Linked DNA regions of Gossypium arboreum: region 2 is linked to region 1. The links are chromatin contacts, called in public Hi-C maps. All regions are on one chromosome and are shown on one strand. Each heading gives the region's core, a stretch centred on a gene start, on an enhancer-like site or on the middle of the called end of the contact. The rest is flanking DNA. Distances are from core to core; before and after follow the strand shown.

Evidence for each region. A called contact is a pair of places that touch in the nucleus more often than the background predicts.
Region 2: a contact with region 1 is called in a Hi-C map of leaf, with 3 times the contacts expected there. The contact joins the promoter of LOC108450009 here to the enhancer-like site in region 1. A contact is called at or near these places in 2 of 5 Hi-C or Micro-C datasets (both in leaf).

The regions. Positions count from the first base shown.
Region 1 is chr10:102,220,816-102,227,563 of ASM2569848v2, reverse strand. No RefSeq gene overlaps it. Among protein-coding and RNA genes, the nearest start is that of LOC128283287, 10 kb to the right of the region's middle. Within about 2 kb of position 3,238, at least 1 of the 2 cell types and tissues checked has an H3K27ac peak or open chromatin away from gene starts, as enhancers often do. A contact at or near this core is called in leaf, where this site is marked.
Region 2 is chr10:102,589,812-102,596,537 of ASM2569848v2, reverse strand. LOC108450009 (ISWI chromatin-remodeling complex ATPase CHR11) reads right to left here and starts at 2,073. Exons shown (of 25, transcript XM_017747427.2): 1 at 1,554-2,073; 2 at 1,213-1,344; 3 at 1,028-1,134; 4 at 706-812; 5 at 521-618; 6 at 214-393; 7 at 1-144. The coding sequence starts at 1,742.

The sequences.
Region 1 (6,748 bases), core at 1,989-4,488:
ACAAATAAGGGGGAAGACCTCTATTTATAGTTGAGCTCCCCAAAACCAACGGTACAGATTCAGTTACATCGACGATCAAGATAAGAGCTTACCTACAATTGTGATTCTTAAGAGATTTACGTAATCCTTTAATATTACAAAATTAAATCTTCTAAGATATCACATCTTCTGAGATAAGTTTTCATATTTGCCATGGCAACCCTAATTTTCCTTAAGCTTCACTGGGCTACCAAGGCTTCAAGTAGATAGGTTTCTCCACATGTTTCACAAATCGGGTCAGTTCAAGTGGGTCAAATGAACCCCATTTAGTCAATTGACCTCCATGAGATGCTCTTTGTGCATTTGGCGCAGGTTTTGATCTACGTCTTGTGACACTTGCATGTCGATATTTTGTTTTTAATATTTTAATAACAAAATTAAATAAATGATATTTTATAATTGGTATGATATTTTAAAAACTAATATTGTTAAATTTTAATATTGTATAATATTATTTTATATTTAATAGTAGTACAATATTATTTCTAATACTGAATAATATCATTAACTAAAACCTTTATGTTAATATTTTTAAAAAAAATTAAGAAAACACATCTTCCATTATGTCCAAATTTTACAAAGAAAGTTAAATTATACTCCAAATTTAGCACTTTTGTATATTTGAAATTTAACCCATTACTTTTATTTTAAGGAATTCATGTACTTTTCATATTTGAAAATATAAATTCAATTGTTAATATTATAATTTTTTATTAAATTCATGTTATTACAACATTATTCTTTTTGTCACATGGTTAGCATATAAGTTTCTTTTAACTTTAAAATATCACATTAACAAATTTAATAAAAAAATTAATAATATTAACAATTAAAAATAAATTTTGAAAACTAAAAGATAAAAATATAAAATCCTTAAAATAAAAATAAAAAGATCAAAATTTAAATCTACGAAAATATATAAATTTGGAGTATAGTTTAACCAAAAGAAAAATATCAGTTTTTTTTTTACATATTCTAAAACATTTTTTATTATTATAAAGAATTGGAAATCAAGTCGACCTTAAAAGCAAAACAATCAAGAAAGAAGGAAAGAGAAGCTAAAGCTTCAGCTAGAAACAGATGAGCCTCCATTTCATTCACCATTATTGATTTAAAAACCTGCCAGTAAGAAAAATCACTTTGGTTGAAGCTTAACTCAGACAGCATTGGCTCTTCACATTTAATAAATATGTTTTGGTTTTTTATTTATAATTTATTTATGCTTTTTAGATTTTTTAAAAATCATTTTATTATTTTTATCCAAAATGAAATTTTTAAAAATATTTTTAATTTTAAAATTTTTAGAACTAGAATTAAATTGATAAATTTTGTAAATATTTAGGTATAAATTTATTAAATTTTTAGAATTAGAACTAAATGACAAATTTTGTAAATATTGAGAGCTAAATTTGTTGACCTTTTAGATTTAAAATCAAATTGAAAAATGTATAAACATTGAAGGGCTAAATTTGTTACTATGTCAATAAAAAGGACTCATGTTAGCTTCCTGGTTTAAGTATTTAACGATAGATGACTAAAATTTTAAAATTTAAAAATGTTAGTGATGAAATTAAAAGTTTTTTAAAGTTGAGTGATGAAAATATAACCTACCCAAAAGTTGAGTGACCAAGTAGTTTACCCTAAATTCTTTTAGATGTGTGAGTTTTTTAGGAGTTTTGTCTAATTTAAAAGAAATAGTTAAAGAAATGTCAAATTATTTTTTACCACATATAGTTATATTGTTTTTTAAATATGATTTTTTTTATATTTTTCAATTGAATTAGTACCCATCTAACTAGTAACGAAATCTTGAGAGTTTTATTACTAAAGTAGATATAAATTCATATAAAATAAATGTTTGAGTTGATGTAAAAAGTGGTAAATATTAAATTACTGAAAACAGAACAAGAGGTGAATTTGCTAGGTTGGCAGTGTGTGTCAATTTGACTAAGTCTTTGGTATTGAAGATCAGTGTGGAAAACCATATGCAAAGGGTGGAGTATGAACTCTCCCATACATTTGCTACAATTGTGGACACTATGGACATACAAGGGAGAGATTTATAGCCACGGCAACGGATAAAATGGCGACTACTAGACAAGAGGTGTTGAATGAACCATAACCAACAATATAACAGCGTGTAGAGGAGGAGGATTTTGGTTCATGGATGGTGGTGGAGAAACGTGGAAGACAACCGGCAAGGAGGAATGCAAAGTTTGTAAGCAGGAGTCTCGCCATAAATTCTAAAAATTCAAAATTTGACATTTCAATAGGGATGAGTAAAACTCAATTCGATTAAAAAATTAAAAAAAATAGAATTTCGAGTTAATCGAATCAAGTTGTTCGAATTATTCAAGTAAACTGAATAAGTAATTTGAGTTTTGAGTTCGATTTAAGTTGAATTTTACATTTCAAATAATTCGAATAACTTATTGGTATAAATATTCTTTTGGTCCCTATCAAGTTTGAAAATGAACAAATTGGTCTCTCTCAACAAAAATTACAAAATTATTCAAAATAATTTTCAAAAATTCAAAATAATTTTAAAATTCAAAATATTTATAAAAATCCCAAAATTCATATTTTTTAAATTATAAAATTTTTAAAAATTCTAAAAATATATAAAGAAAGTTAAAAATTATTATTTTTAGAATAATAATTTTGGGGACTTAAAAGTTAATTAATGGTTTAAGTTTATCATACTAAAATATTTTTTCAACTATTTTGCTTTGAAAAAGTTTTCAAATATATATAGTTTCAAATTTATGTGCTCTAATATGAAATTAGTTATACATTTTAATTTGACATGGTTAATTTTTTAATTTAACTCGAATAATTCCACTCAATTCGACTCGATTTGAATTTCATCTCACTTGAATTGATTCAAAAAAATTTCAAATCTAGTTAGGATGATAAAATAGGACTCATCAACTCGAAATATTCTCACTCGATTCGACCGAACGCTGACACCTATATACTAACAAATTTGGATGATGAAAATCCCACTAATTTAGGGACACACAGCAATAAAGGAGAGAATCGGGGAAGGCCAGCTCTGGGTTAAATCTGAAACATAAGGATGTTGCAGCGAATAATAATGGACCGAGAAGGGATACGGGAAAAGTGTTGTTGGGAGTGTTAATGGTTGGGCTGCAAATGGGTCCACAAGGAATGCCGGCCATTCGTCTTTGTATGGACCAATGGAATACAATAATAAAAATGGAGTGAGCTTAGCAAGATAGGACATAATGCTGAATAAGGTGGGGCCAAGTAAGCCCAAAAGTCAAGCTCCAAGCTTGGAAGGCTTCATTGCTACACTGATACAAACAAAATTAAACCCCAAGAATCATGTTGTTATTTCAGTAGAGGGAAATTCAAAAATGGCGATTCAAGAGGCTTTGAGGCCAGATGCGATTAATGGGGATATGGCTACTGACTTGGATGGCAGTGTAGCGTCCAGATGGGTCAATCAAAAATCAGTATAGTCGAAGGATGTTAGGAAGGACATCCTGTGTCGGAGAGTTTGAATTAAAGACTACAGGAATTGCGCATTACCAATGGGTGTAGCTATCGAGGGTATCCTTAATAGGCTGGAACAACAAGAAGATAGCTTGGATGATGCTATGGGTGCTGATAGATGATGAAGTTTCCAGTGAAACCAAGTCCATGGTGGAGATCCATGATTAAGGAAGGAGCAGTAGTGATTTTTTTATGGACAGTAATATCGTTTTTTGGAATTGTCAGGGTGCTGGTCATCCGAGGTTTGATCGTATTGTGAAGGAATATATTCGTGAGAATAAACAGTGAATTATGACGTTGGTGAAGACAAGGCTGAGAGAAGAAAAAGTAGACAAGGTCATCGCTAAACTGGGGTTTCCTTTTTCTCGTAGAATTAAAGAGAATAGTTCATCTTACTCGTCTGTATTTGGTCAACTACTAACGACTTGAAAACAAAAGATTTCATATTCGACTATACAAAGCCTTGCACACATAAAAGCTTTCACTAATGTGATTTAATAATTGTAGTATCAAAATGCAGATAAACGTTTGACCTCTTGGCGGATTATCCTTGTGAATTCTATCTTTACTAGTTGTCTTTGTGACCCACATGCATCTACTTCCTTAAAAAGAAATCCTTCCGGATTCTTACTTTAGAACTTATGAAAGAAAACTCATAGATAACTCCCATAGCTCATCTTGTACCAATAAATCCCGATAACCAATTAAGATAAATCTTGACGAACAATTGTTGTTGCAGACTGCTATTAATAGCTTATCCTAACAAACTCAGATTCGTAGTACAATCAATGAGGATTCTTGCTTCAGACTCAAGTATGCAAAACATATTGACAGTTTCATAAAGAAGATCCCCGTTACGGACTAATAAAGAAGATCTATTCTTCTCAATCCAATAGACAAACCTAGCGGACCGTCGTATCTTGCCTCTATCTCACAATAACATATAACCCATTCATAGTGGTCCACCCTTAAAAACATATCACATGTAGGCGGATTCTTAAGAGTGAATCCTCTATTGGCGGAATCATACATGCAAGACTATCCTGACAAACTGTCATATATTTCATATATGGACTCGCATAAGTAGATATCTCATACCTTTAGATTCGCACATAGTAATATATTACAAGTAAACGATCTTATTCTTGGCGACTTATGAAGCTTGTGAAGACATAGATGCAAACAGATATATAAAGATTCACGTACATGACTTTATCTCGCGGACCTCCACTGAATCTTACCATGGCCATTGACTTGCCTTCAATCATACGGCTTAAAGCTTCCGATGTAGCGACCTTATAGTTAGGGGTGTCGAAAAGTGTATTCTCGGGACTCCGTTCCCATAAATGAAACTCGTAAATATTTATTACAAATATTTACGAAGTTAGTTGTATAGTTAATTTGATTTTGGTTAAGTGAATTTGCATGAATTATAAGTTGTTTAAGTGTAGAGATTAAATTGTATAAGTATTAGAAGTATAATTATAGATTAAAATTAATAGAGGGACTAAAATGGTAAATCTGCATTTGCCTTGTGGTGGACGGCATTAGGAATATATATATTATATACATGTTATAATATTTAATAAGTTAAATATTTAATGTATGTGTATATGTTTTATAATATAATAATAATGATATAAGAAAGTAGTAAAATAAAATATATGGAATAATATGAAACATTCGATGCAAATTAAAGAAAAGAAAAAGAAAGATAGAAAAGGGAGAAGTAGTTGCCCCAAGGACTTTTAGGCTAAAATTCAAAATTGGTTAGTCAATTCAGTCTATTTCCTTGTAATTTTTATATTTTTGGAATCCTAGTGTTTAGAACTACTTGACCCATGTCAAAATTTTAATATTGATTAAGATTTTAGATATTGTTATTGTCGAATAGTTTTAGTATTAGTGATTTAATTGATAGATTTTAAGTTAGAAATGGAAAATGATTAAATTGTATAACAAATTTTAAATTTTGAATAATAGGGACTAAATTGTGAAAATTTTGAAATTTAGGGATATAACTGAAAATAGAGAGTTAAATTTAGTTTAAAGTGAAATGAGCATGAAAACATAAAGTTAATTGTGAAGAATAAAAATTAGACTCGGTTTAGGGATTAAATTGGAATTTAAGCAAATATTGAGTAAAAATTTAAATATTCAATGTGAAATTGAATTGTGTTGTATTGATGTATTTTAATTATTTTAATTCCGTAGCTAATGTCATACCGAAATCCTCAACTAAAAAGGGGAAAGATAAAATCGAAGTTGAATAGCTCAGAATACACGGTTTGTATTTCCATAATTAGAACCTAGTTGTTAATTGTTGTATTTTAATTTAATACATATGGTAAGTGGTTGACGTGAGTATTTTGACACTTTAATAGTGAATTAAATTTATAGTTGATTGAAATGGATTGAATTGGTATATACATTATGAATGTATTGATTATTTGAATTGAAATGAAATGGATTGATTTTATATATTATGAAATATATCGATTATAAATATATGTGTATTGAGAAAAATGTGATTATTATCAAATTGAATATATGCTTATATGTGCTGATACATATTCATGAAATTGAGGAATTGGTTGTATTGAAAAGTGAAATGAATCCCTATTAATTGTATCGTGCTGAGGCAGATATAGATGGCATGCCACATGATAGGAAGAGTTCAGGGATTTCTTCGACTTCGAGTCGATGAGGCACTGGGTGCCAATTTGCTTCGATTTAACTGATGAGACACTGGGGTCAATTTATATAGCGCTGGGCACAATTATTACTTCATATTTATTCGATGAGGCACTGGGTGTCAAATTGGTGTGTTGGTTGGATCCGTGTATCCGTCCGAGTCTGAGTCGTGTTAATAGGGGTAAATAAATAATAAAGTTATAAAATTTATATTGAAATGGCATGGTATGTGAAATGGAAATGAGATGGTGGATTGAAAATGAAATGTGAAATATGTTATGAACAAATGGAATATATGAGTTATGTACTCATGAATTAAATATGGAATGGATATGCCATTGTTTAAATGAAATGTGAATTGATATGTGAAAAGCTACTTATATAGTAAGTGATATGAATTGAGATATTTGTTAAACAAATCAAATATGATAGCATGTGAAAATTGAGTATGGTATGAAATGATATGGTAATATGCATGAATTTGAAATGATGGTTT
Region 2 (6,726 bases), core at 824-3,323, 370 kb before region 1:
ATTCTTGATTCGATGGGCTTCATCAATAATTATATAGCGCCAACTAAAACGACGCAAGGCAGACTTCTCCTTGATGGCCATTTCAAAACTTGTGACACAGACATCAAACTTCCCAGCAACCAGTAACTCCTCACGGATGTATCTCTGTAGAAATTAAAAGGCATCAAGAATCATGTATAGAGTAAACGGTAAAGCATGCATCAAGCAACTTACTCGTTCCTCAGGATTCCCAAGAAACTTTACAGCTCGCAAGACTGGGCAAAACCGACGAATTTCATTCATCCAGTTACCAAGAGTTGATTTTGGAGCAACAACCATATGAGGGCCAGTAATCCCACGGTATTCATGCAGATAGCCCATTAAGGAAATGGTTTGCAAAGTTTTTCCCAATCCCTGCATTCAAACATTTAGTGAACAAACATCAGCCAGTGACATTGCTGCTTGTTCTGACCGTAGAATCGAGACTTGATAATGAACTTAAAAAGTAAACAATCTATAAAGTCACAGCTACACCACATACCATTTCATCTGCTAGAATTCCGTTGATACCATTCTCATACAGTCGTATAAGCCAATTTAAACCAGCAAGTTGGTAGTCCCTCATCTTTCCCTGAATACCTAGAGATACAGAGATGGAGAAATGAAAAAAGTTGAACTGATTTCTCCAACTGATAGGTCTAGGTGAGCAAGAGAGAAAGAACTTACAAGAAGGCTGAGCCACCAATCTAGTATTTCCAGACAAACCATCTTCTTCCTCCTTCAAACACTCTTCATCTTCTTCCTCTTCAGTTACTTTTGAAGCATGACGGCCCCTACATTAAACAATTGGTGGAAACCATTACTAGAGAATGTCTAAGTCAAAACAACTTTAATATAAAGTAGTTCCAAAAAAAAAAAAACAATGAAAATCATCAAAGCCAAATGATAAAAAAAAAAATGCATTGTTTACAACCAGCAATATCATAAAAACAACACAAAAAAGGATAAATCGCGGATTTCAACATATTTTGCAGTATATATTCTGTACCTTCCTTTCACCTTCTTTTGTGATGAAGATTGGTCACCTTTAGCAAAATGAGCAAACAACTCGGTTTGCTGCAAAAGATACTTCAAACGCCCCTTCCCCCTATTATTCTGCCACAAATCAAGCATTACAGAACCATCAATTATACTTAAAATAACTGAATGTGAACTTTTCTATAGAATACACACCATATCGGCATCAATGGCAGCATTCTGAGCGTCCAATATTTCCTGAACCTTCTGCTTCTTTAGCTTCTGCATTTCTTTTAACCTTTCCTTTTCACGCTTACTAACTTCTGGATCATCACCGTTAGACTCGTCCTACAAAAAAAAAAATCATTTAGATAGGAACATTAAAGTTGAAATTAAGCTTCCCTAGGAGCATAATTCATTCTAGAGTGTACAAACTAAAAGTTTAAAAGTAAAGTTTTTCAATCATTAGCAAACCCTAACTATAAACAACAACCAAAAGGAAAAAATTTTGAAAGCAAGATAAAGAAGTTGATAAGAGGGGGCAAATAGTAAAAGACCTCATCGGCGATTTCTTCAGGGACGGGTTCATCGTCTTCGTCGGAAGCGGCGTCGGAGCATGCAACGGCTTCGAGCTCTTCGTCGTCGTCGTCTTCCTCCATCCGGTCGTTGATTCGCTCATCTTCAGAAGAATTGGAGCCGTTGGATAGGACTTCATCAGACGACGCCGGCTTCGACGATTTCGCCATCACTTTGACAGATCGAGGGTTTCTTCTTTCTCTTTGTCTTCTATTTTTCGTTCAGTGAAAGAAAAAAAAAGAGTGACTGTATAAAAGGCCGAATATTTATTTGTAAGGGAAGTTATGGGGTGCAAAATAAAATTGAGAGTGAAATAAAGTTGGTAAATTTGTGGCCGTTGGATTTGGAGATGGGGAGATTTAATGCTTTGAAGTGGATTGAGTGTCAATTGAGGAATTTCCCGCCAATTAGAGAAACCACGATTTCCCGCCTACTTAACCCGCTGGCTGCCTACCTCAGGCCTCAGCGTCGTCGTTCTCGGAGTTGGCAAAGTTCCAACCCTTCAATTCACCGATTTGAGTTGCCATGTTAAAGTTTTTTCAAAATCGATTTATTAAAATTCAATTTAATTTGGATTGAATTTTAAAAGTTGAATAGAATTAGTTGAATTAAATTTTCATAATAATTTTCTTTTAATAGTTTTCAATAAGATTTAAAATTCTAAATTGCAATTCATTTCATGAACATTTTTACATGAACACCATGATTGAAGATTACAAAGACAATATTCTTTCTTTAAAGGAGAACATAGTATGTTGATACAAGGCCCAATAAAGGAGGATATAGTGGTGAATCAGTGACGGTCGGTTCACCTAGAAAGGAGAAGAGTAAAAAAGAAACAAGAGAATAGATTAACTAAGGTGAAAGATGAGAGGTTTGCTCAAAGTAACTTGAGGGTTTCAAAAGGTCAATCTTTTTTTTCATCGTTGTAAGGGTATTTATAGGTAAGGTACTCATGTCCACAAGTGTGACGTGGCAGGATAAATACTCAATCCTACAAGATGCGTAAAAGATATTTATGGGCGTGAAGGGTGTGCACCGTAGGGCCCATCTTATTATGTACTCGATTAATACAATGAACTTATGCCTAAACAAGCTCCTTATTGAATTAAGAGTGTGTTCACACCTAAAAGCAGGTGGTATTGATGATGAAAAGGTGTTACAACTCCCCAAGTTTAGGTGGGTGGCCAACTAAGATACTATCTTAAATGGAGTAAAAAAGGAAGTCAACTTTTTTGCCACGCTGACACGTGTCTATGTAGCGAAGGGGTATAACAATAGTCCTCTAGTCGAACAAGAGGTTATACAATGGCCTTTCTTGAGATATTCATCTATGTAACTTTTTAAAGAAGATGAAAAATGCTTCCCCTTACCGTGGAAAGCGAAGAGTTATTGCATCTATTGTAGAAGTTTCATCATAAATTTGATTATGTTTAGGGAGAAGTGACCATGATGAAAGATGTTTGACACGGTACATGGCTAGATGCCATTGGCCATGGCCTTCGAGCCCAAAACGGTGCCTTTATGAAATCTTGTTAGAAAAATCTATAAATTTGGGTTCCAATCATCTATGAAGCCATTAATGTTTTCTTGAATTCTTACATTTTCTTAATTTTTCTTTAGTTGTTGCCAACTTCAAAGTTTAAGGGTTTTCCATATGTTTTGCTTTCAACTTTTCGTTTGTTCTTTTGCCATTTTTGCCACAAGAATCTACAATGGCTAGGGGTCAAAGGTTTATAAGAGAGAGAAGGTCTACAATGAGCTAACCATCACCTCCACAGCCAAGGGACAGGTTTTCTGCCACCTAAGATAAGCGATTGTGATGGGTACAACCTCAAAAAGGGAAAACTCATTTGTGAAATGAGCCTTGGATGAATAGAATGCTATTGGTCAATTTGAATGCACCACCATTAAACAACAAATGTAAAGGGTGTTGAGGTATAGAGTGTCACACCCGGCTTCCACTGAAACTGGAAATTAAGAAATAATTAAGGGGTTACATTAAAAGAAGCCATAAGTTGGCGATCTCTACTGGAAAATCAAGAGAAGATAGTAACCAATTTAGGACTTGGTTAAAATCTAATGCTAGTTTGGTTGGATTCAAACCAGTTGTTTCTTTAATGGGAGACACCATGATTATCAATGGATGGATTTTACACGATTAAAGGTTATAGAAGAAGGGTTATAAATAGCTAAGAGGTGACTTCCAAAAGAGGATTCATCTTGATTCTGTTTCATTTTTCTCCCTATCTTCATCTTCTTCCTTAGATGCTTCGAGGAAGTGATAGTTATAAAAAGCTCTACACGAAGCAATGATCGTGATGAATTACTTAGAGAAGTAGAAAATCCAAGGAGTTAGTAAGGTTCTAAGCCCTTTGGTGTACATAAGATTTAGAAAACAAAGTTAAGGGTTATTAGAACCATTTTAGGGGATTCTACATGCTTTCTGGAAACCTGAGTTTTAATATGAAAATACTAAGTTTAACTCATGATTTTGGATTTTTCATGCTTAGCTACCAGAAGAGTAGAAGCTCTAGCGTTTAGAAAAGCTAAGCGGAGAAGGAGGTAAAGAAGTGTCAGGTGAGTTTTTGTACTCTATTTACTGAAATACTTGGCAGTTGTCTCGGTTTTGTGTTAAGTCCTATTATGATGAATGAATTCTGCTGATTGCATATACCAAGCTTGCATAAGATTGTTTGATATATGGTATCTGCTACGTAGCTTAGTATGTATGAGATAGTTAGAAATCTACATTTAAAAAGGATAGCATGTTCCATGTAGTAATGAAAGTGAAACACATATATTACCTGAATGAATGGTGGGAAAATAATCGAAGGGATAGATGGAGCTATGATATAAGAATAAAAATTTTTGTTAGATATTGCCATACGATATTGCTGTGTGCAAACCTTGATATGCGAAGCTCTGGACCTTGTGGAGGGGGAACTGCGGTGTTCAAGCATCAAGAATAGGAGAAAATAGAATTCCGTTAAAATTTCACCATCCGAGATTGTTGGGAGCAAACCGTGATGTGGAAAGCTGTAGGCCTTGCAGGGGGACACTTTGGTGTTCGAGGATCAATGTGAATATGAGATAAATCAATGTTGATAGCATAAGTTTCCACAGAGCAACACCGCAATGGCAGTCGGTAGGCTTTATGGGGTGACACCGCAATGACGATAAGGTTGTTTGATGTGACACCTTAAAGAGGTATAAAGTCTAAAACCATAGCTCAACTTTGGTAACTGGAGTAGTCTGCTGGGACAGTAAACATGGAGTAGTCCGTCAATGAAGGAAAAATGTAATAGAAATGGGAAATAGTCTATCAAAACAGTAATCATGGAAGCTGGTAAGGCATAAGGGTAATATCCCGACAAGAGCCAGTCATGGGGACTGACGAGCCAATAAAGCTTAGTGTATGGGTAAACGAAAGGAGAATTAGTTGAGGATCGTAGTAAGAATCTGTCGATAAGAATTTTTGGTAGGTTAGAAACACAATCATAAGCACCTCAGTGAGTTTACTTGGAATAGAGGGGTCAGTTGGGCACCCTGAACCTAAAGAAGTGCTAAGAGGGATGACACAAGTGACAAGTATGTCTGTTAAGACTATGTCTCCTTAATGAAAATCCATTACGAATGTACCCACTCTGCTATTAAAGATAGGCGGATGAAGAATAAATGTTTGACACCCAGGCACACCAAAATAGTTAAAACGAAACAGGGAGTAGTGTGTTTGAATCTTCTCTATCTGAAAACCCCTGCAAGATGGGGTTTATTTAGTGTAATGTAGTAGAAACTCCTAAGTGCATTGAATTTACGAAGGTGTTGGCTTGTGGTTTGCAAGAATCATAGGATAAATAGCTTGAGGAGGGACCAACTAGACTGTGATAGATCAAGGATCATTGTCAGTAAGAGTCATGCACATAGAAAGTGGGTACACTTAGAGGCTTCATCTTGAGGTGGAACATGTTGTGGTTATGTAGATCCCTTACGGTATGTGTCTAGAGATAGTAAACTTTATTTTAAATTTTAAGGTTTCTTTTGTTAGTAAATAGCTATTAATTAATAAAATTAGTCTAGAAGTTATTAACCTTGAAATTTGATATTTATTCCAAATTGGACTATTTGTGGCACTTTACACCTAGATTCGATGATCAAGTCGGGTGAAGATGTTACATAAAGGCTTCTTTCGAAGTATTCTAAGTACAATTTTAGAGCTTCGAGTGGGCCACACCACTTAAGCGAAGTCTTTGGGCTAAATTATGGTGGGGGCAGGCCTAGATTTTATTTGCCTTTGCATGTCTTAAAAGTAGACTTTCACCTTCCTTCTTGTGCTTTTGTTCAAGATCTTCTAAATGCATATAGACTAGCACCCAAGTAGTTGGTTGTAGCTCTTGATGGTTGGTTATTGGGTTCATCATACTCTGAACTCAGTGCAATATATGACCAAACATGTTGTTTTTTTAGTATATGTATTCATTGGATGATAAAGAGAATGCCCTAGGACTTTTCTTTGTGGTTCAAAGGGAAAGATGTTGGATTTAGTACCCTGAGTGTAGTGTTTTCGTCTATGTACACTTGTATTTTTTTCGAACAAATTAGTTTAATAAAATTATCCATGAATTACATTAATACCTTTTGTATATTGTCCTCAATGGTTTTTGCACGCAAAGTAAAATGGAACCAAATATTAGCTCACTAATTATCCAATTTTTAACTAATTCTAAGCGATATTATATGGTTGGATCGTAATACGAAAAGACAACTTAGATTAGTAGATGAACCACAACATGTCATTAGTTTAATAAAAAATGAGCAATCTGATTGAAAGACCAATATGCCATCTATAAAGTCCAATTTGGGAAATACTTTGTCTTGAACATTAGAACAAATGACTCCTTGATGGGCGTTGAAACTACCCAAAATAATTCCTGCAATAAAATAACTCTAAACAGTAGTAAAGAGTAGTAGGGTCGAGTCCATATGGATTGAAAATTATGATAAACTTCTGTGTTTTTCTTGTGACCAGAATTTCGATCGAGTCAATAATCATGGCAATAGTCATGCCCATGACTCCAAATGGACCTGTTGAAAAATAAATTGAATAAATTAAGGGAGTTGGAAATGTCTAAAAATTAAATAATTGAGATAGCA